Linked DNA regions of Rattus norvegicus: regions 1 and 3 are each linked to region 2. A link is a contact called in public Hi-C data. All regions are on one chromosome and are shown on one strand. The core of a region is the stretch at or near the end of the contact, and the rest is flanking DNA. Distances in the headings are between cores, read along the strand shown. Region 1 overlaps Maml3 (mastermind-like transcriptional coactivator 3). Region 2 overlaps Maml3 (mastermind-like transcriptional coactivator 3). Region 3 holds the start of Maml3 (mastermind-like transcriptional coactivator 3).

Region 1 (3,212 bases), core at 313-2,812, 310 kb before region 2:
CTGCTAATAGCGGCTGTATCCCTACAGAGGAGACCTGAGTGTCAGGTGCCAGCCTGTATGTGAGGGGCTTCGAGTGCCCTCATTTACCGGTTAACCCCGGGTAGAAGAGGAGTGTGCTGTTGTGCCCAGGAGTGGGGCGAATGGCTGCTTCATGAATGTGGTTGGAGAAGAAGGATGTACAACTGTTCTTGAGCAGTAGGTGTCACTATAGTCAGTGGCTTCTCCAACTCAGCACAGAAGGGGTTAACTGGGTCTGGTGTAGACAGTGCTGGGGGTGTAGCCCATCTGTGTCCTCTACAGTATTGGTCTTTGTCTCAGGGCACCAGTTGACACCAGGGAAAGATCCCTGTTGACTAATTTTCCTCTGAGAAATAAAGGGAGGAACTTTGTCATCTGTGGTTTGGAGTCTAAGACCGGCTCTTGGATGTTATGGGATGGATTGGGGTTTAGTGGATACAGAAGTTAGGGGTCTTTATAAAAGCATGGTTGGGAGGCCTAGAACAAGGGGAAGGGAGGAGTTACGCACCTTGAAGGGATATGAACTAGCTGGATGCTTTTCCTTATTGTCACTGGCACGAAGTCTGCCACACTCAGGCAGGGGAGAGCTTCAGAGCTCATCCCAGTCTCTGCGGAATGCCCCTTGGATCACAAAAGCAGCAAAGGGAAAAACCCAAATCTCCCTCTCCCACACACCACATCACATACACACCTACACACATCTTTTACACAGACACCCCAGGTCTCTCTCTCTCTCTCTCTCTCTCTCTCTCTCTCTCTCTCTCTCTCTCTCCTCTCTCTCTCTCTCTCTCTCTCACTCACACACACACACACACACACACACACACACACACTACCACCACTACCACCACATATCTCTTACAAGTACATCCCAGGCCTCACAGACAGACAGACAGACAGACAGACAGACAGACAGACACACACACACACACACAACCACCACCACCACCACATATCTCTTACAGATACACCCCAGGTCTCACAGACAGACAGACAGACAGACAGACAGACAGACAGACAGACACACACACACACACACCCCCCACATTTTACAGGATTGTCTTTCTCTTTTGCCATTTTCTACTCCAAAAGGCTAATTGTCGACCACTACGATGGAATTTAGCACTGTGTTGACTAATTTAAAAAAAATGAAGTCATGATTACCACCTATCCAATTGCTTTTTCAAGCACACCCAATTTTACTTTGTCTTTTCTAGTAATACCCTAATATGAGAACAAGTAAGACTGACTGAACTCACTGAGAGTAGAACCACCCCCACCTCCCAGATAACCATCTTCCCATCCACCTCCCTGGTCGTACAGTAGATTGTCCTTTAAAACAAAAACTATGTGTAGACCACCTCGGGTGATACAGACACGCTCAAGGGACGGAGCTCGTGTCCGGGTTTTGCCTGGCTGGCTGTCTTTATCAGCCTGATGAAGCCTCGTTCTTGAGAGTACAATATGTTAAGCTAGATTGCTCTTTCTTCTCCCCTTCTGTCTCCCTTTTAAAGCAGCACACACTCCCTGGGCCAGGTGGCGTTGCTTCCTGCCTCCGCCGCTGCTCGCTGTTGCTAAGCGAGAGGCACCCGCTCGCACATGAAGCTGAACCAATAGCGTCTTGACCCCCATTGGATGGTAAAAGCCAGAGAAAGAGAATCCCACCGCGCCGCCTGTGACCGGTGGGTCCTCCTCCCCCTCCCACCTTTTCTCTTCCGACAGGAAGGGGCGGTGGCGAGGGTGATGGGAGGAGGAAGAGGGAAGAAAGGATGGGGGAGGCGAATCCAACCACGCTCTGTCGTACTTGGGATAAATGCCATTTTTTTTCCTTTGTGAAGCAAAAGAACAGTGGCTTCTCCATGCAGATGTGCTTCCTCCTGTCCCCAAACTACCCCTGCTGTCGAAGTCCATACTTGGAAAAAGCAGGTTGTTGACCTGCAAGACCTGTGCTTTTTCTCACTCGGAACAGGAACAGGGTCAAGCAGTTAAGGTCCTCAGTTTTGGAGGCCTTGAGGCCGCTCTGTTCCTTCTTCCTCCTCTTCACCCCTCTCCTTTCCTTTCCGTTTCACAATATCTTCTTCCCAGAATGCAATTCATTTGAATGTTAAAAATTAGCAGAGGGTGTTTTTACATCTTGTGAGGATACCATCAGCACATTGGGGGCGGGGGGAGGGGGGCAGAATGAAGGAAGAAGTATCCGTATAAAAGTCAGTTTTAAAACTCCTCCATTAGGATTCCTAGTCCTTGGCACATTCTAGTCAAGAACAAAGTGAAATGACAGGCGATCTTGACTGGCAAACTGCCAGTGTAGACAGCCAGTGGTAGGTTTGAGATTATATAGAGGAAATGACCTTTCTCCTATAATTACCTGGATATTTTGAGAAACATCAGACCCGAGCTACCTGGATAATTATAGCTTTGCAGATCTGACCTTAGGACAGCACAGATTTCATGGAGAATGCTCTCTTTGGTGATGAAGGTGAGAGGCTTTCGCAGCCGGAGTAGGGGTTGATAACTTGAAGTGGCCCCTGGCCTTTAGCAGACTGTGTTAGGTGTTTCTTCTACCCTCTTCCTGGATTTGCCATTTGGGTGTCCTGGCAAAAGGATGAAATCTATTCTATTCCTCACTCGGGATCCTGCAGAATAAAAGATCCTTCTCCCTCCCCATCTGCCTTTCCCATCCTCTACATAAATTTTTGTCTTTTTGTTTGAACCGAAGCTAAATGGCTTTCATAGGAGGAAACACAGCTAAAGCTAGATTAAGCCGGAGGGATCACACTGGGAAATGTTTACAAAGGTTGAGGAACCGGAATGTTTCCCTTTTAGTCTTGAAGAGCAAAGGTAGCCAGTGCTGCCTGCTGCCTTTGCAGCATTTAGACAAGATTCCTAACCACTCTTGTTCGACCTGCTTCTGGTTTCTTCTGGGTTAGACCAGAGGAGTTTACACATTATGGAATGTCAGGTTCCTGAAACACCTTTGTCATCTACTGGGTCTGTTTTAGCAATGACAAAGTAAAACCCCTAAAATGGGCAAAAAAGAAGAAGAGGAGGAGGAAGAGGGGGAGGAGGAAGAGGAAGAGGGGAAGGAGGAGGAAGAGGGGGAGGAAGAGGAAGAGGAGGAAGAGGAAGAGGGGGAGGAGGAGGAAGAGGGGGAAGAGGAGGAAGAGGAAGAGGGGGAGGAGGAGGAAGAGGAG
Region 2 (3,194 bases), core at 49-2,548:
GGAGCCATGATGGCCAGCCCGTCCCTCTGGGAGTCACAACCCAGGTCCTTTGGGTGATGGATTCATTCTGCCTGCTGCTCACTGACTTGAAAGCACTAAATTCTTGCTGGGCAGGTGTGACCTTAGCTGTCCTCTTCTATATACCCTAACCCTCTGACACTTAAAATTTGCCTTTGTAGACAGCCTCTAAATACTGAATATGAAGTCTTTGATACTTAGAATTCAGTCAAAAATCCATTTGGCCCGAGATTGGTTAAAGATTTTTTCCTATTACTTGACCCAGTTCAGTGTGTGTGTTGGGGGGGGGGGGGTATTTTCTAGGTATCCTTTCTTTTTGCTTATCGATTTATTCCAACTCTTTCTTACCCACAACTGCCCAACATACATTTCCTTTCCTCCAGTGTTCTGTTTTCCGGGCTACAGGAACACACGGAGTAGTGGCACACGCGGAGTGGTGGCACTAGGCACTATGCCCACCCCCAGAGTGTCAGGCTGAGTTTCTCTGGGGGCCCAGGGCACCCGCCCAACTCATGAGCTCCTGGTCTTTGTTAGGACCACCAAACAGTGAGGAGCTCTCTAGCCAGCCTGGAGCTCCGGGCCCACTCCTGTGCCCTTTGCCTGAGCCCCCTGAGGACTTGTAAGCAGATAGGCTGGAGTTGAAGAGGCTATATTACGCCCCAGGGGACTTTTTTAACGAAAACCCTAAATTTCATTTGGGCGACTGGTAGGCCAATGCGGTTGCGGGGTGAGCAGAGGTCCCTTCTCCCTGCACAGGCTTTGTGTCTCTCTAGCTAGAGGAACCCTGTTCCCTCCAACAGCGAGGTGCCCCTGGGTCTGGTCGCCACTGCCCCCCTTTCTCTCCTCCCGCTTCCCATCCTTCGGTTTCCTTCCACGTCCTTTTCCCGCCCCTCACCCCCACCCCACCCTGCCAAGTCCCTCTTCCCTCTGGCTGGAGAGAACTCGGTAATAAGAAACCAGTTCGGTGTGGGGAAGGGAGAGACCTCCACCCCTTAAGATGCACCGCCGTGGTGAGAGAACTCATTTTGTGCAAAGAGGGCCTCGAGCCACCAGGGAATTCCTGGATTGTCTCAGGCTGTCGTGTGTGATGTCCATCACGCCGTGCGAACACCATCTGCTCCGTATTATGCTGCAGTTGCCAGGCTACCTGCTGTACGCAGGAACACTTGACTGCCTGGCTCCACGTCCGCAGCGGCGGCCCGGGCGGGGCGGGGGACCCAGCCCTGATTAAGCCATCTGCGATGGGGGGCGGAGGGTGAGGGGAACTCGGCGCAAGGCCTGGAGTGTGGTCCCGGGCTCACACCACCCTCTGCTGGGCTACGGGCAGAACAACAGCTGCTCATGAGGATCCCCCTGGGGCCACCTAGAAAAGGATGAAGCACAGGGTCTGCTGGATCCAAGTACACAGATTGTCCGCATCCTGTCCCTCCCAGGAACCAATGACCTTCCATACCCGCCGCATCTCTGGTCCCTATCACCCAAATGCTGCATGTTCTTGTGGGGGGGAAAATCCCTTCAGAGAAAGCAAGTTTCCCCACAAGTGGGTTTATAAATAAACAGCTGGCTGTTCTCGGGAGATATTTTTATCGCCTCTGATTTTTGAAGTCGGAAACTGCCTCTTTGGGGGAGGCTAGAGTGTTGTTTACACGCCCCCCCCCGCTCTAGCCGTTAGAAAATTGTTAAAGCTCTTGTCCCTGGAGCGGAAGGGGAATGTGTAAGACAGGTTCTTTGGTTTTGATCTCTTTTTTTCTCCCCTTATTTTACTGAGAAAGTAAGAGTGTTTGGAGAGCCTCGAAGATCTGCGTAGCAAATTGGATTCAAGGAGAAGAGAATGTATTAAGATTCTGAGTGGAAAGCAAGGGGAGGTCGGCTGGGCTGGGAGTGGAGAACAAACCAGTAATTAAAACTAAAAATACTGCATCATTTGGCTCCAAGGCATTACATGTCGCATGACGAAAGCTCACTCTGGTTTTCTCTAATTGCACAACCCAGTATGTGTCCTCCATAGAAACGACAGCGGGGACTTGGAATCCTAGAATTTGACAGACTATTTCTCATTAAGCCCTCTTAGATTTGAGGTTAAAAGAAGCCCGTGACATAAACAGCGCCTGCCCCAGCTTCATTTGTAAAGCCAATCATAATGTGCCTTCCCACTTTGGGACACACACCTGTGCACTTGCTGAGAAGCCCCTTAAGACGTTGTATACGGAAGGCAACATTGCAGCCATATTGGGTGGTGTAGTCTGCATTGGGAGCCTTAACAACTTTGGGGGCAGGACCATTTGGGGAATGAAAGTAACTCCAGAAGCTTGATGGTGTCCACGGGAACAAAATGAGGCTGGTTGTATGAACATCGTCGCCTCGATTGCCTCTCTTATTTTCCGAGGGGAGAGAAGGCTGTGAACGAAGTCCTTCACTCCTGGCTATATCTCTCAGCTATGCAGAGGGTCACATGGGCAATAAAATCTCAGTGCTTAGAGAGAAACAAGGCCAGAAAGAACAGCCCTTTCAAGAAAAAGCTGAAGAAAGTGTTGTCTTTCCTTGGATCTCATTTTCCCTTCAAATCTCTCGTCATCAAAACCAAGAAGTATCACACAGGTTGAAATGCATGGGAGGAAACCTATTATCTGTCCTCTGCTGGTTGGCTAGATCTGGCGTTAAGTGTCAAGTTGATCAGCCATTTGTCTCTCGAGGAGGCAAGAAACAGCTTGACCCTGTAGCAAGGAGGGGCTTAGAAACTGGTAGCAAGCAGAACTAGAAGATTGGGGCATCTCCTGTGCATCTGGATACCTGCAGTCATAAAGGTCCATTGTTAACATTAAAAGTATTCCATAGCTCTCCACCTGATTTCGGAGAACACGCATAAATAAAAGCCTTTATTGTGGACTATGGAGATGGCTCAGCAGTTAAGAATGCAAACTGCCTTTCTCAGACCAGAGTTCAGTTCCCAGTCCCCATGCCAGGAGGCTCACAACTACCTAAAACTCCAGCTCCAAGGGAGCCAACGCCCTCTTTTAGCCTCTGCAAGCACCTGTGCATAGGAGCGCACGCGCACACACACACACACACACACACACACACACACACAATGGCTGTTCTAAGACGTGTACTTGGTGCTGTGGAGTTAGAGTTCAGGGACATAAGTGGAAATAATGCTGAAGTAGACTCAGCGTCAG
Region 3 (3,058 bases), core at 190-2,689, 400 kb before region 2:
AAAAAAACAAGGCCCAAAGTTCTTTTATTCCCTGTGTTTTTAGCCCTTTCTTGTCAGATAGATACTTGATGTCCGGGCAGCTAACGCATGATAATAAAACAAGAGATTACTTTTCTGTATTAACTCCATTTCAATTGTACCATGTTGTGAATCCATTGAAATAGAAATGTATCTAGCAGTAAGGTAAGCCTGCTTTTTTTTTTTTTTTTTTTTTTTTTTTTTGGCTTGTTTTGTTTTGGTCACAACAAACTGTGAAATGCTGGTTTGTTTTTTTTTTTTTTCTCTATAGTTCTAACACATGAAATCTGCAATCTTTCCACTTGATTTAGGAAGGACCCTTAATTACTGCCGTAGTCATTAGCACCTAGTGTTCAAAACAGTCTGTTAAAAATGTACTGTTAGTCTCACCTCCAAGTCCCTGCTTGCTTGGTTTTAATTTTTTCAGGGATAAATAAAACAATAATCCCCCTAATAACAACAGTCGTTATGTACAGAGAAATAAATAATATCCCAAGGTCTTGTTTTGACTGCTTATTTCTGTTCATTGAGAAATGGGTACTTGAGCCAGATGAGATTTCCAGGAGGTAAAGTTGAGATCTGAGATCTTGACAACCTTGATTCAAACCCTAGTACCCACCTTGGAGGACTCCACAAAACTGTCATCTGACTTCTAGGCGCGAGTGCACTGTGGCACTGGGCACTTTTTCTTCCCAATAAATAAATAAACGTAAGAAAAAAATTAAGTATTTGGGTTAGGAGGGTCCTAGAATTTTGAGTAAGAGTTCACTAGCAGGGTCTTCTTCTCTGGGTCTTGAAAACAAGCCACTCATTTGACCTTTTCGTTTCACATGGGTGGGAATGATAACTGTTGGGAAGCTGCAATGTTTCTGCCTGGTCATGCACAGTTCTGCAATATAATGCATAAATGTATAACAACAACTTGGGCTCGCTGGATACCTCGCTGGGCAGGAGGAAACGCAGCCAGCCTGGCGCGTCCCCGCGCACTCGCGCGCGCACATACACACACACACACACACACACACACACACACACACACACGCGCGCCGCGCGCTCACTCACACACACACACACACACATACACGCGTGCCGCGCGCGCGCGCGCGCACACACACACACACACACACACACACACACACACACGGGTCAAAAGGTGATCCACTCCTAAGATCCCCCCCAATCTTTGCTTTCCCCTGTCCTCCTGGCAAGTCGTGCTTCCCATCCCGGGGAGCAGCTGGGTTGGGGAAGGGGAGGGCGCGGGAGGGGGACGGCAAGGGAGGCGGGAGTCAGGTCGGTGCGCGCCGCGCCCGCTCCCGCCGGGGAGAGTCCGGGCCAGGTTTTGCACTGGGTCCCCGGGCTCGTCTCACGGCCTCCAGCCGCCGCCGCTGCCGTGTTTACTGAGCTCGCGCGTCCTGATATCACTCCGCTGGCATGGAGGAGGAGGAGGAGGTGGAGGAGCGCGAGGAGGAGGAGGAGGCGGCGGCGGCGAGCAGTTGATCATTGTGATGGTGGCGGAGGCGGCGGCGGCAGCGGCAGCCTGGCCGAGCGTTAGTGGCTGCTCTCCGCGCGGCGGCGTTTCGCAAAGGACTCCAGCGATCTACTTTTGCAGTCGCCTCGGACTGTCCATGTGTTTACTTGCCCAGCCCGAGGACTCGATGTCTAGGCTCCTGTGAAATGCAACTGAGCAGCCAAAGTACTTTGAGAACACGGGGCGGCATAAACACCAAAACTTTTTTGTGGAAGGAAAATGCAATAAGCAAGCTCGCCGTTTTCCGATGCGGCGTGGAGTGAGTGTGTGTCGCGCGTGTCCGCACTGGAGGCACACGCTCGTGTGTGTACATGGGGTGTGTTTTTCGGTACGTAGGGAGAAAATGCTTGCCAACCACCGGAAACCTCCTGGAATTTATTAGAAAATAATGGATTATTAAAAGGAGCCAGGCGAGGAGCGGATCTCCCCTTGAGTTGCAAGCCGATCTGCTGCCGGCTCAGTTTGTTGGGATTCTATTGATAGGTGTCTGATGGTATTCTGATAAGACCCCCCTTTTCTCCCCTCGATCTTTACAGTCTTTTTTTAAGGAAACAAAAAAAAAACCACCCCAAAAATCTCTCCCCTCTTTTTTTTCCACCCCGTGGGGATCGCTGTTTTCATCCATGTGCTTGCGTCTCCCCCGCGTTCCACTTAAACTATTTTAATCCTTGGACCCAAGGAGGAGGCTGATAGGGGGTGGATTAAAAAAAAAAAGTTCTTCCAAAATAGTGTGCCCCGGGAGCAGGATGGGGGATTTCGCAGCCCCCGCTGCTGCCGCGAATGGTGGTAGTATCTGTATCAACAGCAGCCTGAGCAGCAGCCTCGGCGGGGCCGGGATCGGCGTGAATACTCCCAATAGCACTCCGGTGGCTCCGAGTAGCAATCACCCCGCTGCCGGCGGCTGCGGCGGCTCCGGGGGCCCCGGCGGCAGCTCGGCGGCCGTCCCCAAGCACAGCACGGTAGTCGAGCGGCTCCGCCAGCGCATCGAGGGCTGCCGCCGGCACCACGTCAACTGCGAGAACAGGTATCAGCAGGCTCAGGTGGAGCAGCTGGAGCTGGAGCGCCGGGACACGGTGAGCCTCTATCAGAGGACCCTGGAGCAGAGAGCCAAGAAATCGGGCGCCGGCACCGGCAAGCAGCAGCACCCGAGTAAAGCCCAGCAAGATGCGGAGGCTGCCTCAGCCGAGCAGAGGAACCATACGCTAATCATGGTGAGGACTCGCTGGGGTGCGCGATGGGGTCGGGGGCGTGGAGTTTCTGGCTTGGGGGCTGTGAGGGTCTGATTTGCACCGGGGGTGAGGTTGGATGGAGTGGAAGGGTTAACGTCAACTTTTCTTAGGGTAAACGCTGTCGCCGCCGCCGCTACCTGTTAATCTGTCAGGGTTGTCAGATTTGGGGAGGAAGGGATGAGAGGGAGAGAAGCCAGTCACGACTCCAAGGGGAGGAGGGAGCTTTAGTGCCAGAGTGAGGTGCAGCAAAAGTTTCCCCCTCCTTGTCTTAGAAATCGATTCG

Evidence for each region. A called contact is a pair of places that touch in the nucleus more often than the background predicts.
Region 1: a contact with region 2 is called in a Hi-C map of Schwann cells, with 5 times the contacts expected there. The contact joins two enhancer-like sites. A contact is called at or near these places in 4 of 12 Hi-C or Micro-C datasets (the Rat2 cell line, Schwann cells, frontal cortex and 1 more).
Region 3: a contact with region 2 is called in a Hi-C map of Schwann cells, with 15 times the contacts expected there. The contact joins the promoter of Maml3 here to the enhancer-like site in region 2. A contact is called at or near these places in 8 of 12 Hi-C or Micro-C datasets (the A7r5 cell line, the Rat2 cell line, Schwann cells and 5 more) and 1 of 1 datasets of contacts at active chromatin or transcription factors (oligodendrocytes).

What each region holds. Positions count from the first base shown.
Region 1 is chr2:138,188,756-138,191,967 of GRCr8, reverse strand. The region is part of intron 1 of Maml3 (mastermind-like transcriptional coactivator 3); the gene reads left to right. Among named protein-coding and RNA genes, the nearest start is that of Maml3, 98 kb to the left of the region's middle. Within about 2 kb of position 1,562, at least 61 of the 93 cell types and tissues checked have an H3K27ac peak or open chromatin away from gene starts, as enhancers often do. A contact at or near this core is called in Schwann cells, where this site is marked.
Region 2 is chr2:137,883,490-137,886,683 of GRCr8, reverse strand. All of the region lies in intron 2 of Maml3 (mastermind-like transcriptional coactivator 3), which reads left to right. Among named protein-coding and RNA genes, the nearest start is that of Mgst2, 41 kb to the right of the region's middle. Within about 2 kb of position 1,298, at least 42 of the 93 cell types and tissues checked have an H3K27ac peak or open chromatin away from gene starts, as enhancers often do. A contact at or near this core is called in Schwann cells, liver and prefrontal cortex, where this site is marked.
Region 3 is chr2:138,286,996-138,290,053 of GRCr8, reverse strand. Maml3 (mastermind-like transcriptional coactivator 3) reads left to right here and starts at 1,439. Exons shown (of 5, transcript NM_001107675.3): 1 at 1,439-2,757. The coding sequence starts at 2,293.